Linked DNA regions of Mus musculus: region 1 is linked to region 2. Evidence: chromatin contacts called from public promoter capture Hi-C data. All regions are on one chromosome and are shown on one strand. The core of a region is the stretch at or near the end of the contact, and the rest is flanking DNA. Distances in the headings are between cores, read along the strand shown. Region 1 overlaps Arhgef28 (Rho guanine nucleotide exchange factor (GEF) 28). Region 2 overlaps Arhgef28 (Rho guanine nucleotide exchange factor (GEF) 28).

What was found. Capture Hi-C pulls out chosen DNA fragments and counts their contacts.
Region 1: a promoter capture Hi-C map of adipose tissue shows a contact between it and region 2. The contact joins two enhancer-like sites. A contact is called at or near these places in 2 of 484 Hi-C or Micro-C datasets (embryonic stem cells and nephron progenitors), 1 of 115 datasets of contacts at active chromatin or transcription factors (fibro-adipogenic progenitors) and 3 of 9 other capture datasets (adipose tissue, embryonic stem cells and pancreatic islet).

Annotation. Positions count from the first base shown.
Region 1 is chr13:98,178,923-98,184,730 of GRCm38.p6, forward strand. All of the region lies in intron 1 of Arhgef28 (Rho guanine nucleotide exchange factor (GEF) 28), which reads right to left. Among named protein-coding and RNA genes, the nearest start is that of Gm34469, 10 kb to the left of the region's middle. Within about 2 kb of position 1,954, at least 14 of the 459 cell types and tissues checked have an H3K27ac peak or open chromatin away from gene starts, as enhancers often do. A contact at or near this core is called in adipose tissue, where this site is marked.
Region 2 is chr13:98,074,658-98,080,682 of GRCm38.p6, forward strand. It overlaps Arhgef28 (Rho guanine nucleotide exchange factor (GEF) 28), which reads right to left. Exons shown (of 36, transcript NM_012026.2): 3 at 2,516-2,663; 4 at 342-635. Among named protein-coding and RNA genes, the nearest start is that of Gm34469, 94 kb to the right of the region's middle. Within about 2 kb of position 3,789, at least 14 of the 459 cell types and tissues checked have an H3K27ac peak or open chromatin away from gene starts, as enhancers often do. A contact at or near this core is called in adipose tissue, where this site is marked.

The DNA.
Region 1 (5,808 bases), core at 704-3,203, 100 kb after region 2:
CATGTAAAGTGAGGATCAAAATATGCCTATCGAATAAGGTAGTTGAAGGAGCAGGTGAGGAGCATGGAGGGAGCTCTTAGCAAGAGGCTGGCACATGGGTGCTCATGGCGTTAGTGTGGTAATGGTGCTGGTGAATATTACTGTCATAATATTATTTGCCTGAGGTTGCTATGTCCCCACCCCCCGATTTGAGGAAACACATCCCAAAAGCCAGTAGTGGGAAGGAAGAGAGATGCTTCTGTTTGCAGAGGGACTGAAAGGAGGTGAGAGGGAAAGGGAACCATTGCTGGAATAGTGAGCCAGCCGGTGCTGCCATCCTGAGCAACCAGCCCTTTTCTGGCCCCTCACTCACTTCTGCCTATTCTGTAGAGGAACCTACCGTGACATCTCAGGAGCCAGCACAGGCGAGCTATTACTTCAGCTACCTGACTGTGAGAGATGCAAGACAGGCATGAGAAAGCAGAGTAGCCTGCAACTTCTGTAACTGAATGTGTTTGGGAAATTGCCTTCCATGTAATATAATGAAAAGCTGTTTCATGCTGTGTCTCACTCCAGAAATTGCAGATAACTTTGGCTCACCTATAGACTGCTGGTAATGCTGTTTCAGGTGTAAAATATCACCCATTCTATGCCACAAAAGACTTATACTATTTCTTGGAAAGAATTTTCCCCCAAAACACTACACAAGAACTCTCAACACGAGGGCCCTACTCAAACAGTCCTGCCTTGCTCTTTCATGGTTCACAGGCAGCTGCCATGAACACGAGATTCAAACTTCCAGGGAAATGTAGATGTCCTAAATGCAGGCCATTATGCTTTTCCAAAAATTATCTGTAGAAATAGGGAAACTTACATGACATCAGAATGTGACTGTCACACGAAAGCACCCCTGAACGAGTGTAAAACACACACACACACCCCTAAGAACATTATGACTCTAGATACATATGGAGGAAAGGCCAGTAGCATTCTTCTGAGAATAGTGAAAACAGTTGAAATATTTTATTGTTTTCTATAATCTCCATGCAATTGCGTCATTCATTCAACTATCAAGTAATTAAAACATGGAAAATACTAGGCAAGGGAACCTCGGCCCTTTTGGCCTTGAGATGCTCAACCCAGTGAGAATAACAGACCATAGCAGAGAACTGTATGTGCAAGGCATCTCATGCAATTTAATCCAAACCAAGCTTTGGATTAAACTGGGACAGGTGGGAGCAGGGACTGCCCAGGGGAGAGATGACGGCGACTCCAGCTTTACCCCTGACATTAATTCCAACCTTCATTTTAGTGGCAAGATCCTTCCATTTTAGCTGGATTGTAGTCAAGCAGCTAAAGCTTCCGTGTCCCAGGATACTGATCAATCCCATTATAGATATTGTGAGCCACCATGTGGTTGCTGAGAATTGAACTCAGGACCTCTGGAAGAGCAGTCGGTGCTCTTAACGGTTGAGCCATCTCTCCAGCCCAAATGTGGCCAGTCTTACATGTTGACCTAATACTAGTTTAGCTGCATTGTCTCAACTACACTGATTATTTTACTTATCACCTTTTGGTCTTTAATGTTATTAATGGAAAACTTTAGACGATAGGGGGTTTGTTGATTCTTTTTTTGAGGTGAGGTCTCACTGTGTGTCACAGCTGGTCTCAAACTCTTCAAGTCAGCCTCTTGCCTCATCCTCCTGAAGAGCTGAGATGACAGGGCATAGGCCAGCACACCTGAAGATTTGAAATTACATACAGGACTCACGTTATGTTTGTTTAGACAGCGCTGAGCTAAAGACTACATCACCCAGCCTACCCTGATGTTATCTGTGACAATGATGAGGTCATAGCTGGCGGGACGTGAACAGACGTACTTCCACTGCCTAACTCAGGCTACGCCCTCCTAACATCTTTCCCTGTTCTTGCTGGATGGATAGGGATGTCTAGCTAAGCCAGCTGAAAGCAAGCCAGTGAACCACAGGGGTGACCCAGGCGTGGTGGCGTAATCTGTTGCTTGGATAATCTCAAGAGTGATCCACCCTGTTCTCCAGAAATCTGTAAGATTAGACAGCTCAGTAAAATAAGATGTTAGCTAAGTCCCTCTATGGAAACCTAAGCTGTATTCCAGTTAACACAAAGAAGGCATGTAGGGAAAGGTCCAAAAGGAGCCAATCCATTTAAGGATACCTAAAAGAGCAGGAGCTAGCCAGGGCAAGAGCCTGGCCTGATCCCATGAGGACCAGCCGCAACAAGAAGGCTTATTTCAGGTGCAGGAGATGGCAGAGAAGGAAGAAGGGACAGGATCAGCAGGTGCTACTGTGAGCCCTCAAACAAAGACGAGAATACTAAAGAAGGCACTACAGAGGTGGGCCCCATGCTGGAGAGCACAGAACTGTGGGTGGGCAGAAGTGCCTTCCCAATTCTGTTTTGCATGGCTCTGTCTGATGATAACCTTACAGAAATTGCAAATTCACTCTGCCTGTTTTCTCTTTGCAAAGTTAACTAAGCCTTTTTCTTTTCTTTTTTATTGATCTGCTATAATTGTGTGTCTGTGACACACGTGTGTGCTCTTGCATGTGAAGGTTAAAGGACAGCCCTGTGGGTCGGGTCTTTCCTTCGATCTTTCCTAGAGCTCCAGGGATCCAACTCAGGTTGTCAGGCTTCCAGGGCAAGAGCTGTTACCTGCGGAACCATCTCACCAGCCTGTGTACTTCACGTGAGAAGAAATCCCATCCAAAAAAATACATAATAATATTTAGAAACCTTAATGATCAATTATACAAATGTCTTTTAAAAGCATGAGCCAGAGTACGTTACATAGAGCCTCTGAGTTCCAGCCTTTGTGGCTGATGACAAAATTCTGACTTGCCTTCTACCTCCCAGAAAACCAAGGGTTAAGTGAGATTGTCAGTCAGGGCTGTTAACTGTAAATGGATAAACTCACTTTACTTTCTTACACTGAAGGAACTCTACAGTGAGTAACATCCCTTCCTTGTATAAAGAAGTAAGCTAACGGACAGAGGGAAAACAACAGAAACAACCGTAATTTTCCTTTTTAAGACAGGGTCTCTCACTTTGTAGCTCTGGCTAGCCTGGAAAACTCTACGTGTACCAGGCTGGTCTCTAACCCACAGAGATTCAACTGCATCTGCCTCCCAAGCACTGGGATTAACAGCATGCCACACCACACCCAGCCCACTGTGCCTTCCTCACTTAAAGTTTCCTACACAAAAAAAATGAACCTATTCCATTAGTGTATAATGCAAATTGCCAGGCCTCTCCTGCCAGAGATTTAATCCAGGAGGTCTCAATGCCCAGAGTTTATATCTTTAAGGCCTCCTCAGGCAGCTCAAAGGCTGGCTGGTTTGGGGTCCAATTCTCTAAACCAGAAAACACTGTCCCAGATCACAGAGCCTAGTGCACATAGTATCACAGACAGCTGAACTCTGTGCTGTCAATCCAGGCACACAGCATGTGTGGAAAGAGTCCAGTTTGCACACACGTGTGTGAGTTAGGTGTGGGAGTGCAGCATGTAGCAGGCATGAAACAAGACAACGCAGACACCAGTGATGGGACACCGTACAGTACGTGTCACCGTGGAAGCTGATTCACATACTGACTCCAGCAACAGGACAGATGGTGGGTGACTGGCTCGGGCTCCAGGCATCGTGGGGAACGGGAGCTGTGGGAAAAGCGAGTATAGGCGAGATAGAAAGGTGCAAAGGAAGATGGCGTGCAGATGAAGAGAGGCTGGCTGTGCTGAGTGGCCCTGAGATGTGCTTGTCAGGACCCAGGCCAGAGAGGAACAGGGAAGCACACAGCATCTCACAGCATCTCGGGCCATGCAGACCTGGCAAGCACCAGGAGCCAGGGATGCATTCTAGATAGACCGCTGGCATACTCAGTACTTTAAGGTTGTCATTCCAAAGGCAGCAGAAGAACCTGCAGAGTGCCAGAGTAAGGCAGAGGGGGACCTGGAAATGAGAGCCATTAGGAAGCCATTACAGCAGCCCAGCGAAATGAAAACACGCGGAACACAGCTGAAGCCACAGGAAGAAATTCGCAAAAATAATAAGAAACAAAACATTTACGTTTTTTAAAGTTCGGTGTGAACAGTGGTATACAGAATCAGGAGACTCCTTAGAGTTTAAAATGCTCGTTAGGGAACTCACACCACACCTCTTACTGTTTTAGTGCTTTGTATTTGAGATAAAAAAAAATCCCCCGCGTGGCCCACACAGACTGGCACATTGAAACTAATTCCAGTGTTGCCCGTGGTCCTGTCATAACCTGTTTCACACCAAATGCTGGAACACACAACTAAACCGTGCTCCTGCTATCACACAGGCACCCACAGTACACCTGTGTCATACCAACCGCCGCTGAACTCACCCTAAGAACAAGCACGAATACCATGTGCAGGGCTCAAGTGTGTAACTGGGAGTGGTCACACCTAAGTTCCACGCCCATCATAACGTCAGACCCACATTAAAACGGGCTGATTGCGCACTGGAGGTCATTAACATGCAAGTGAGTGCCTGCAACGGCTGAAGTCCTACACCAGAAGATTGCTTTTGAAAGCAGTAGTTCTAGAAGCCAACGTAGGCATTGCTGGGTCTTGACTAAAGAGACTAATGCTGGTTTTGAAAAGTGTTTAAATTCTCTGCAGAAACCATGCTGTTGTCTGTCCCCTGGAGGTCAGGGGACGGGAACGTGCGAGTGTCCTTGGGAATGACTTGGGGAACTGAAGGACCCAGGGGACATAACGAGCACGCAGAGAGTGGAACAGAGGTGAACAGGATAAGCCCGTGGGAGGAGCCGAATGGAAATCTTGCTCAAGTTCTAAGCGCACTTGCAATACAAGGACTCCTGGAAGGCCTGAAAGGCCTGGGAACACAGGTTCTGAGCGAACACAGTTCGGGATCTGCAGGATGGTGTCTAATCAGAAGAGTCTCCCTCTAAAAATTTACCTTGGAGAAGTCATAATTGACCAACTGGATAGCAATTTGCCTGAGGCTAAAGAATGTTGTGTATATATATATATATATATCTCGTATATTTTTCCTAAGAAGATTTAAGAAATGTACGTAAGTCAGATCATCCAAGACAGCTGTCTCCCTTCAGAGGGTGGCAAGTTCAAAGACGAAGGGAGATGATGATTCCCTGTGAAGACAAATCTGAAAATGTAGCCTCAGTGGAGACTTCCAGGACCTTTCGACTAGAGCAGATCCTTCGGGTCTCTTGAACATGAGGACAAGCTGGACCCTCTCCCAGCCTTCCACAGAACCTCCGAAGAAAAGGGAAGAAGGGCTCCAGACTCCCGCAGATGGGTCGGCAAGCTTGCTGCTCGTCCGAAGCATGTTTCCTAGTCTCTCGGCTCCATAGGTCCCTCATCTGAAGCATGGGTACATAGTAAGGTCACCATAGGAATTAAAGCTAAGATACGTATATGAATGAGAGCCAACATTATAGGAAAAGAGCTCCGCTGTTTCCTTGCATGATACTGAAGTGAAAGTGCTAGATTAAGGTCTAGAGTCTAACCACAGAAAATAACATAAATGACTGGTACTATCATTATTAACATCGAACTCCTGATCTATCTCTAAGACAGGCCCCCAGTTGTTCCTGACTGGTTGACTACACCGCACTGGGCATGCTTTTTTGCTCTACTTTATTGGGTTCTTCTATCCTCCACCCTTCCAACCCTTATTCCATCCTAATCCCTTCCAATCCCCCAGCACTAGGTAGGAGAGAAAGGAGCTTAGATGAGAAAGGGATGTGGACCTCTTTACACCACTTCCTGCTGATAAAGGGTGTCAAGTT
Region 2 (6,025 bases), core at 2,539-5,038:
AATGGCAGCACTGTTCCCTTTTCATGGCAAGAAACTAGCCAAGGGGATTAGAGCCACAGGCCGAAGCCACAAGCTCAAGAGTCAGACATAAAGAAACAGTCCCCCACCCCAGAGCAAAGCCCTTTAACGCCTCCTCCTCAGACTTCCTGGGAACAGAAGCATCAGCCAGCTGAGAGATATATGGCTGACTACCTCAGAGAATCCAGCCACACTGGAGCTAAGAGCTCAGCTAAAAGTTGGGAAGAAAAAGTCTACCCAGAGAAACGGAGAGTAAACTGTAAGGCAGATTCTAAACTTGAAAAAAAGCTGACACACATTTGAGTTTTCTGACACTGACCTACCTTCAAGTGAGGAATTTCCCAGGACTGTCCAACCCAAAGGCAGCTCCAGTTGGGTCAGAGCCAGCACGAGCTCCTCATCCAAGGCAGGCAGCGCTTCCACTGTCAGGGCAAACGGGGTCAGCAGCGTCTGGTGACTGCAGGCCGTGAGTCGGTCAGCCTGAGTGACCAGCAGACGAGCCAGCCTGCAGGCCATGTTGTCCACGTAGGTCACTGAGCCAGAGCCCATGGTCACTGGGGAGTACCCTTCCGAGCAGAGGCACACAGATACCGTCACCGTCTCCTGAAGCCAGTGGCCTAAATGACAAGATAATTAACCACTCAGTCCATATCTGCAGGAGTCACACAGTAGCCGTGGGTGGGCAGCACTCTCCAGGGAACAAGCACCATCTTTAAATCTTTAAATGCCACCATCCCTGGGGTGGAGACAACCATGAGCTGATGTCATCTCATTTTGGTGACTCTGGAGTTTTAACTGATCCTTTTAGGGGTTCTAAGAATGTCAGAGACTCTTTCCCCCAACCGGTCATTTGTTACAGTTCATCTTTCCACGTCTGCCCAGTCTCTGGATTCCAGTCTATCGTCTGAGGGGTCGTCCCTCTTTCTGTTCTGCCTTTAACTGGGACACACATTCTTGGCCATTTACTGAGGTGACAGGTTGTTTTTTAATCTGTATCAGAGACTGATAGAAGTGCACCCAGATTCCATGGGGCTGATTTGGATGGGGTGTGAAGACTACTACCTAGAGTCTATTTAAATTAACACATCCAACAGAAAACAGGAGTTCCCTGGGGCCCCTCCAACAATGGCTCCTGTGTGGCTGATCACCCTGCTCCCTGCCCTCCTTATTCTCTTTGTCTACATTTTCCATTTTGTTAAAGTTGATGAACTTCTGCCCAGCTACTTATTTTTGTCTTTGGTAGAATTTCCAAGAGTGTCGATAGCACCCAAAACCCTGGGACCATGATAGTATGGCTGGACCGAGAAGAGTCACTCGGGCCCCTGGGCATGATATCCTTACACCCACTGGCAAGTGCTCATAGGTCTGTGCCCTCCTGGCCTGCCTGACTCTCCAAGCTTTCCCGCAAAGGCTATGCTGCCAGAGTTCCAAAAAACCAAGAGCATCTACCCCCTCACAATGACTCTCAAAATTAGGGGCTCAAAATATGCCATCCCATTAGACTGTACCTATCTGTTATACATCGCAGAACATTTCCATCATTGAGAGGCTAACCATTTTCCCACATTCAAAGGTTACCTTAAGTGACCATCATTCACCCCGGGAAACCTATCAAAATGAAGACAAGGGCCCTCACTTCGAGCAGGCCACAAAACAAGGAGAACGGCTTGCTTTTGCATACAGGAGCTCAATGAGGTTGGCCTTTCCATGTAAACAAGAAAGAAAGAAAAAACAGTGTGCTTTCTGTCAGAAGAGGTGCTTTCATTATTTCTATTCTTCCTCTATAAGCTGCCCATTAAAAGAGAGAATGTAAAGAGGAGCGGAAAGAATGTCAGTTTATTTACCAGAGTAAAAGTGAAAGGGGGAGGGACCCACAGAGGAATGGCAGCCATTAACAAGATACAGCAGCGAGGGGGGTTGGTTCCTTTCTTTCAGTTTTTGAGACAGTGTTCCTCTAGGTGTACCCTGGATGTCCTTGAACTTCAGGATCAGGATGGCTTTGAATTCAGAGATCCACCTGCCTCTGTCTACTGAGTGCAGGGATTAAAGGTGTGGGCCACCACTGTTAGGCACTTGTTTTTGTCTTTTTCTTATCCGAGAGTTCCTGGAACTGCCGGGCTGACCACAAAGGAACGAGGAGGGAGAATGAACACATGGTCTATCATGTCAGCTTGTCCCAAGCCAACTCAGGCATCAGGCTGGGACAAAGGAGGTGACCCGGGGTACATCCTCTGTTGTCTACATCTAAGGATGATAGACCTTGAGAGCTGGAGGCAGCCAATGGGATGATGAACTTATCAGGACTAAGCCAAGGCAGACACTAGTAGAGGGGCCCCAGGAGTCACTGGCACAGGGGACCTTGTCCTTCCTAAGAGCATGCACATACACCCCTGTGAACTCCTGACCTTGGCAAATGCGTCTTCTTTTCCCTTGTGATTCACTACTTGGCAAATATCCCTGGAGGGAGGATGTTTCCCACCCCAGCCCGCCTCCTCACCTGGAATGCTAGATTGGAGGACATTGTCCTGGACACGGTCAGCAATCACCACGTGCCTCTGATGCGACCCGCCATAAACAAAGTAAAACTCCGCATCTTCGGGTAGATACACGTTTTTGCCAAACTTTGCATAGACCGTCTTCTGTCCCTGAAAAACAGGTAAGTCTGGGCATCAGCAAGCTTCCTTGTTCCGGCTCTAAGAAACCACAGGGAAGGGCGCAGTGCCACAGCACTGACATCTGTCATATGCACTGCACATGAGTGAGCTCAAATGTCACAGAGCCTCCTTCCAACAACAACCGTTTCCAAGCGACACCTTCCTGATGTGTCTAGTATGGGAGTCAGGGCTGGGCTGGCTGCTCCGATAGCCAAAGAAGATCAAGGAATAGGAAAGAATAATTTATTTCACTTGCTAGATAAACTTGTGTGACATTTCAGTACCTTGGATTCCTATGCCCCAAACATCACTGTGCATAAAAATGTTATCTTGTATGTGAAATACCACTATAAATATAAAGGTACTTTATATGTAATATATAATAAATATAACATAAAACACATAATCTAATATATAACACATGACACATGAAACATGACATACAATATATAACATATAATAAATATATAATATATTGGAGAATCATGAGGAAAATGAAGAAACATTCTCCAAGGTCAGGAGTTCACATGAATGTATGTTCATGCTCTTAGGAAGAACACATCCCTCATGCTGCCAACTCTTGTGGCCCCTCCACTAGTGTCTGCCTTGGCTTGGTCCTGACAAGCTCATCCCACTGGCTGCCTCCATATATATTCACATATATATGTATATATGCACATAAATGTACATTATAACAGTATATAAATGATACTTATTTTATGATCAGGCATGTGCTAGACCACTATATACTACAAGAACCATAAATATTCAGAGACATTTTCAGATAAACGTGAGTGTTCATTCACTGCATCAACTCTGTCTCCTCTGAGTGATATGTGAGCCTTCTAGTCTCAGCTGGTTGGCCTCATCATTGCCTTAAGAGTTTCTGGATTGTACTAAGCCTTACAGAGTGTCCTGGTTCCAAGGAGAAGCACTCCTTCAAAGGAATGGGACAGCAGGCTAGCAGTCTCGAGTCTGTGCGCTTTGTCAGGGGCTAGCTAACAACCAAGCCTGCCAGATCATCTCAGGATCCTGCAGGCCTCAAAGATTCAGGATACTCCCTGCCTCAAGTACAAAAAGGCAGCCCAGAGCAGGCCTCCAGGGAGAGCGCATGCATTCCGCCCAGCCTAAGGGAGTGGCAGGGAGTAAAAAAGAAAGCAAGGAGTAGAAGAGCCACCTATTCTAGAAGTTTCCAGAGCTTATTCAAAGTGGAGAAGGCTCTGGCTATCTGTTTAGCTGCCTAACAAAAACAAGCCAGTTTCTCATCCTGGGATGAATGAGAAAGGAAGCAAGGAAGATCCGGGCTAAGTCTCCTGGACAGGAGTGTCAGCCTGACTCAAGTCCCTACAGCACCATGATGCTGGAAGGCTAGGAGTTAGGCTAAGGAGGAGCAGGCACAGTCCAAAGCTCCTCCTTCCAACGACCATATCGTTATTTGACCTAAAAATGTTTTGAAATCAAAAAGCATTTTCATACTGGCTTGTAGTTGCAAGGCATCTAAAATTATGAATTATCATAAATACAAATCGCAGTGTCTGGAAATAACACACTGGTACTCAGTTCTGAGTTTTCCTGTCTCTGCATGCGAGCATGCATGTGTCACACGAACGGAATCGACAGAAAGTGACGTGCCAAGGAAAATCTCCCGTACAATGACTTCAGAGAGAGGACAGGAAGGAGAGCTGAAAAGCAGAAAACACAAAACAATAGCATCCATCTGACAGGACTGAGAGAGGAAACTCAGACAGGTTTTCCATTTCCTAAAAAACGAAGAACAGCTTGCTGTAGTCATGTTCCTGGTTGCTAAAGGGCTGTTAACGCTCCATAGATAGACTCTGACCTGACACAGTGGTAGCTTTCTTAAACACGGAGCAGATTGTATAAATAGATCAAAGATTTGCATGGACCACAAAGATATCAAATCTGCATCTACTCCAAACAATGGCCAGAATAGGCTTTCTTTTGGCCAGGTGAACAAGAACTACCACTTAGGCAAGAGTTTCGCACAACCATTCCAAGTCCCTCTTTCCCGTCTTGCTTGATACACGGTTTCTCCCTCTGAAGAACCACTCCATGCTTCACTGACAGCAAAGACTATGGGCCCACTCGAGGGAGGTGACCTAGTGTCCCAGCACAGACGATGATACTCAAAATAAAAGGAATCACCTACGTAGTAATCAAGAGAGCATCAGAAATACCAGAAGGAGCTGAAGTCGATGTGGGCAGGTGGGAGAGGACGGCAGAGGAAGGATCTAGTGATGGAAGAAGAAGTATATTGACAGGCAGGAAAAGGAAGAGGAGGCTCAAAGAAACCAACTGAGCTGAGCCCTCTAGGAGACCCCAAGGAAGGGGGCTACAGGAAGAGCAGGCTGAGCTTGTGAGCGCACATAATCAGCTGCAGGTGAACAACCGCAGGCTCTGGCCACTGTGGCCACTGAAGCCACTGAAGTCTACCGCTGTTCTTTGGAAACCATTCACATCCCATGTGGTAGAGGGGCTCCACTTACAGATTTTGCACATACAAGCCTTATGCCTGCCCTCATTTGAACTCAGCTGCAGGCTTTGCTTTCAACAACTGAAAACAATAACCTGTCCTAATAAAACCAATGGACCAATGCCAAAGTCACAGTTGCAGCTCGGTGTGTTAGCTCCTCCCTGTCAACTTGCTGGGCCTCACTTACAAAGTTCTCAAATACTCCATTAAGAGGCTAGAGAGATGGCTCAGCTCTTAGGAGCACTGGGTGCTCTTCTAGAGAAGCCAGGTTCAACTCCCCATCCCCCCACAAGGAAGCTCACAGCTGTCTCTAACTCCAGGGGATCTGGTGCCCTCACACAGACATACATGCAGGCTAGAAGAACAATGTGCAGAAAAAAAATAGAAATAAATCACTAAAATAAAAAAAGTTCCCTAAAACTTCTGGAAACAATAGAAGATAGACAAGGCAAGATTATCTCCTTAAATTCGTCCATAAATTTAACATGTTCCACTCAACACCCAAACCGAATGTTTTCAAAGTTAATTAAACAAAATTGTTCAAAAGTTTCTTTGGAAGAATAAATAAGAGTAAAAATTTGAAGAGGGAATAATATTTGAGTGGACAAGCTCTTTGCCATACCAAAGTGAAGTAACAAATGAAAACAGGGTTTTATAAACAGTGTGACAGCGGCTGAGAAACAGAACACAAAGGAGAGACCAGAAACAGACACATGAGCACGTGAAAACTGCATCATAAGCATGGTGGTCAAGCCCAGACGCTACTGCTGATGCCAGGAAACACTTGCTGACAGAATCCTAGTATAACTGTCCCCTGAGAGGCTCTACCAGAGCCTGACAAGTACAGAGGCAGATGCTC